2 separate regions of the Canis lupus genome follow, and region 2 is linked to region 1. Evidence: chromatin contacts called from public Hi-C data. All regions are on one chromosome and are shown on one strand. Each heading gives the region's core, a stretch centred on a gene start, on an enhancer-like site or on the middle of the called end of the contact. The rest is flanking DNA. Distances are from core to core; before and after follow the strand shown.

The links. A called contact is a pair of places that touch in the nucleus more often than the background predicts.
Region 2: a contact with region 1 is called in a Hi-C map of amygdala, with 4 times the contacts expected there. The contact joins the promoter of LRRC8C here to the enhancer-like site in region 1. A contact is called at or near these places in 3 of 9 Hi-C or Micro-C datasets (amygdala, blood and skin fibroblasts).

Annotation. Positions count from the first base shown.
Region 1 is chr6:59,377,974-59,380,613 of UU_Cfam_GSD_1.0, forward strand. It overlaps LOC111096522 (a long non-coding RNA gene), which reads right to left. Exons shown (of 6, transcript XR_005360429.1): 5 at 2,252-2,329; 6 at 159-1,507. Among named protein-coding and RNA genes, the nearest start is that of LRRC8C, 120 kb to the right of the region's middle. Within about 2 kb of position 1,353, at least 6 of the 20 cell types and tissues checked have an H3K27ac peak or open chromatin away from gene starts, as enhancers often do.
Region 2 is chr6:59,497,981-59,500,620 of UU_Cfam_GSD_1.0, forward strand. LRRC8C (volume-regulated anion channel subunit LRRC8C) reads right to left here and starts at 1,295. Exons shown (of 3, transcript XM_038541439.1): 1 at 1,239-1,295. It overlaps LOC111096524 (a long non-coding RNA gene), which reads left to right and starts at 2,144. Exons shown (of 2, transcript XR_005360432.1): 1 at 2,144-2,391.

The sequences.
Region 1 (2,640 bases), core at 103-2,602:
GTTACTACTCTTATAAAAGATGCAGTTACTTCTTAACGAAATGAGGACTGAGTACCTAATATAGCGAAAGTATCATGTAAGATACGTTCTATGGACAATGTAAGTATAAAACAGAGCTTTTATCCTCATGGCATTTATTATATAGTTACGCAGAGAAGTAAAATGTCAAAACAATTTGAGTAACTATTCCGGTAATGCAGGAATACACATTATAAGGCTTTATCTAATTTTGTAGAATGATTGTACAAGCAATAAAATACCATGCACATTTTTCTATGACACACACGTATACGTTTATACGCTGCACTATCACAAAGTATTTGTTTCCCCTCACAATAACGCGTGAGGTTCCTAAGTCCAGGATTAGCTCAGTTCCCTAAGCAGGTGAAGAAATTTGAGCTGGGCTCAGCAGAACAGGTGAGGTCTTGACATTAGAGAACAGGGAGAGGACATTCCAGGCAAATAAAGTGTCACAAGCCAAAGTGCAGAGATGGAAAGTGCAAGCATGTGCCTGACCTGTGAGCAGATCAGTCGGCCTGTTGACCGAGGAGTACTAGTGACAGCTGTCGTCAATTGGGCACCGACTGTGTGGCAAGCACCAGGCTAAGGCCGATACACAGGCTACCTCATTAAAATATCAACCACCAAAAAATATATATATAAATAAAAAAAATAAAGAGTAAAAAAATAAAATATCAACCACCTTGCATAGAAACGAAGGATTTAGAACCTTCCACACAGTTACATAGCCAATAAGTTGGGGACCTGGGGTTCTAGCCCAGGCCGTCTAATTCTAGCCCCTGACCCGGACACTATACTTAACTCTAAGGCTAGAAAGGACGTTCGAGGCCAGACTGTGGATGCTGGAACTTTTGCCCAGAAGACTTGTGGTTCTCTATCTTTTCCTGAGCGCGGTACCTTTGAGGAACAGGGTACCTGGAGGAAGGACACCTCCAGAAAGTGGCTCAGCACCAGCACGGTCCGGGAAGGGGACAGCTCCAGCCTGTGTGTGCCAGTGCTGCCCGACCTGTCCTGAGACGGGTGTGCCTCTCCAGGAAGGGTCCCTTTGGCCCATCTCCACCAGAGAGCCGCCACCGGAGCCTGGAAGCCTTCAGCAGAGAGCTCGGGGGACCTCCCCTGAGTGTCCGGGCCAGGGTCCCCGGCGGCCCACCCCGCCTGGGCGCGAAGACAGAGCTCGGCGGGCCTGGGGACAGCTGTCTGCGGGGACCTGGTGAGGCCTGGGGGCGACGGGGAGGGTGCATTTAGGCCGCAGGGACTTCGCAGACTGTGTCTTCACGGGGAGCGCCGTCCCCGCAGCACCGAGCCTGGGAGCCTGTTGTCACATCGGCAGCGGCCACCAGAGGGCTTCCCCGCCTCGGCCGAGCCAGCCTGGGGCGCAGGGGCGCTGACGGTCCGGCGAGGCCCTGGAACGTCGGGGCTTGGGTCTCCAACAGTCGCTTTTCACGGACACGCAGGGCTGGAAGGTCTCCGGCTCCACTGACAGTGGCTGGAAACGGGGCGGAAGGTGGAGGGATGACTTGCGGATTGCAGGTGCGGGGGGAGCCGGAGAAACTCGGGCGTGAGGTTGTCCCAGGTGCCCGGGCGCCCAGGTTAGAGACCCTGCAGGAGCCCGCAGCTGGAGCGGCCTGGGCCGGTGCGCACGAGTGTGTGGTGCACGTGTAAATATGTGTGCACGTATATACACGCATACAGGTGCACGTGTGTGAGTGTGTGGGGGCGAGGGGGCGTGTGCACGTGTAAATACGCGTGCATGCCTGGGAGAGCGTGGCGCACCTAAGCATGCCTCCGGGAAACAAGGAAAACAAATGATGAGGTGCAGGGAAGTGAACTGGCGTCTCTGCCTCAGCACTAATTAGCTCCCATCAGTTTTGACCGAGCCGAGATGCAAGACGCCAGTGAGCAAAGGCTGGAAAGCTCAGGGCGTGGGTTGTGCGGTCCGAAAAGCCGCTGAAAAGCCACTGGGCAGCAGGCTCGCAGAGCAAAGGCCATCTCAGGAGCCTGGGGCCTGGAGCCGAAGATGGGCCGTTCCCAACCTGAGACGCAGGTGTCTGTGTCCTCTCCGCCGGGCCAGCAGCTCTGTGCGCTGGTCGAGGTCTTTCTAAAGGCCACCTCCCTTTTTGAGGGGTTAACAGCTACCTGCCTCACCTTCCCCTGGCAGTTTTCTCTATCTCCTTGCCAGGCTGGCCTCCGTCACATTTCCCCGAGATGTGGGGACAGCCCTCTTACTCACCAGCTGCTCAGGCGCCTGGCTTCAACCTGTGTCTGCACTCGGTCATGTTGCCTTATCCTTGGGCTCTCCTTTGGCCACCTGTGAAGGGTTGGAAGCACAATGGTGAAGGCAGAAACATGGATTGTTGGGGGGTTGGTGAGAAGGAGCTGCTCTTTCATCTCTAGGCCTGTGTGTATGTGTACTTGCGTGGGAGTGAGTGGGAAGGGTGGTGAGAGAAAGTGATGCTGGAGAAGCCGGAGGCAGGCCTTCACCCCTCATAGCTGGGGTCCCTGGCTGCGGGCCCCCCATAGGCCCAGAAACACTGGGTCATGAGTGTCCCCCAACTGGCTAAAGTACATGCCCAACCTCAGAGCACACGGTCTTTCCTGGGCTCTCACAGGTGCTTTCCG
Region 2 (2,640 bases), core at 45-2,544, 120 kb after region 1:
CCACTGACTTGTCCAGAAGAAGCTCATAGAAGCCTTACAAAACCACTCCATACCTGTCCGCAAAGGTGCCCGTTGGTTGGGGCTCCATTTCTTACATTGCAAGAAGCATGGGAACAAAACAGGACTGTCATTCCCTGTATCTATTCCTCCCCCATAAAGCCGTCATAAATAGGGTAGCTCAGCCTGCCTTTGCCCAACGCTGGCACTCCACTCCCCCCCCAAAAAACGGACTGGTTCTTATTTTTTACTTTAAGGAGGATGGAAACTTGCAAGTGTTTCCCTAACGGGTTTGCTGAGTTTCCAGTGTCTAAAAAGAATTTGAAACCAAGTGAAGTGTGGTCTTCACACCCCGAAATAACCGTCCTGGGATGTGGGCTAGGTGCCTGGGCTTGTTCAGGGCCGGGTGGCGCGCGGGCTGTGGAAGGCGCGGCGAGGTGCTGCGCACCGGCGGGGGAGGGGGGGGGGATGCTGGGGGGGTGCTGGGGGGATGCTGGGGGGGTGCTGGGGGGTTCTGGGGGGCGCTGGGGGGATGCTGGGGGGGCGCTGGGGGATGCTGGGAGGGGATGCTGGGAGGGGATGCTGGGGGGGTGCTGGGGGGCCAGAAAGGAACCAGCGTCCCGGGAGCACGTCCGAGGGCTCCGGAGTCGCGCACTCCACCCCCGGCCACCTCGCTGCCGGGAACCGGCTGCAAAGGGAAGGCGCGGCGGCCTGCGTTTGGGCGGAGGGCGGCGGTCCCCTCCTCCACCGCCGGCCTGGACACCTGGCTCCCGGGCCCGCCCGCCCCGCCCGACCCTCGCTCCCCCGGTCCCCCGGGGGCAGGCGCCGCGCTCGCGCTCCCGTCGGGGGCCCTCCGGTTCCTCGCTCCCCGAAAGTGCTAACTTCAGGGGCCCGGGGGTACACGGGGAGAGCACCCCAGAAGGGACAGGCCGTGGGGGCGCGGGGGGCTCCAGGTAGGGGAGAAGGACGATCGCCCCGCGGTGGCCGCCTCTCCCCTCCTCCTCCTCGTCCTCCTCCTCCTCCTCGGCCCCCTCCTCCTCCCGGCCCCCCCACCGTCCGCCCCCCCAAGTCCGCAGGACCTGCGGCGGCCGCGCGGAGCTGGGCGCCAGCCTGGGGCGCCCCGCGGGGGTCCCCGAGCCCAGGCAGCGGGGGGCTCCGAGGGCGGGGGCGGGCGGGGCCGCGGCTCCCGCGCACCTAGCGGGCCGCCCTCGCCAGCATCCCTCGGCGGTCCCCGCCCTTACCTCCGGGCGCCGGGCTGCCGGCGGGGACGGCGCTGGGGAGCGGCGGGCGGTCTCCCGGGCCGGCTCGGCGGCGGGGTCGTCGGCGGGGCCGCCGCTCAGGGCGGGTGGCGCCCGAGCACTGCGGCCGCGGCCACGGCGGCGCCTCCCTCCTCGTCCTCCTCGCGGGCTCCGAGCCGGGACGCAGCTGCCGCCCGGCCCCGCAGAGCCCTCCTCCCGCCGCCAGCGCCGCCCCGCGCGCCGCCCGGCCCGCGGCAGCCAGCGCCGCCCAGCGCCCGGGCCCGGGGTCGCCGCCGCCGCCGCCGCCGCCGCCGCCCGGCCCGGCCCCGCTGTGACGCAGGCCGCCGCCCGGGAACGTCCTCCCTGCGGGGACCACCCCGCGCCCCCGCCCCGCGCTCCCCGCCGGCCCCGGGGACCACCCCGCGCCCCCCCCCGCGCTCCCCGCCGGCCCCGGCCCCATCACATCATCCCCAGCCGGCGGGAACCCGGGGGGGGGGGGGGGGGCAGCGCCACCTAAAATAGCCCTTCTGGCACCTCCCCTGCAGGACCGGGGTCAGGAGAGGTGACCCCCCCGCGCCCTCGGGAGAACAGCAGGACCCCCAGGAGCCCCAGAATGGGGCGCGGGGTGGGGGGCGCACTGCGGGAGACGGGGAGAAAGGCTCAAACCAGTCTCCCTGGACACCTGAGGCTCCTCTCCGGCCCCCCCCCAGGTCCCGGACACCGTGGCTGGGCCCCCTCTTCTCTCAGCAGCAGGTCCCAGAGACCCTGGGAGGAGCGGGCGCCCGCCTGCAGCCGTGTTCGCAGTTGCACCGAGGCCAGGACCGGGCTCATCACAACCACCTGTTGTCAAGAGCTTGGGGGGCGGGGGGGGGGGGCGGGGAGCTCCCTCGCGGGACGTGAACCAAGCGTGTTTTTCTCCTCCGTAGTCTCCGACCCAATTTCAGGTTGAGGAAGCAAACTGTCTTCTTGAAAGCTGACAGCTCTGTGTGGGGAAGGTCTTCTGCCCCGTGAAGAACGTGCAGACACGACTACAAGCTGTATAACGTCGGCTGGGATGCTTAGCGGTGCTGGCGATGCTAAGAGAACCCCCAGTCCACCTAGCACCCTGTCCTGGCCGTCGGGAAAAGGCTGCTGTACCCTAATCGTGTCTCACCAGGTGATTTGTTCTCGCACGGCAAGCCTTCAGAAAGCAGGCACCTCCTCTAACCCCATTTCTAGTTCCAAGTCGAAATGAAAAGAAAATGTGCCCAGAAGTTGTCCTCTTAAGCTTTTAACTGCTTTTCCCCTGCTTGTGCAGGGCCCACTACGACCCTTGTTTCAAGCCGAGTACGATTGTGCAAGTCAACCTTAAACCCCCTTAGGCTTCAGGAGAGAGGACTCTTAACACCGGCCTTGATGAACCTAG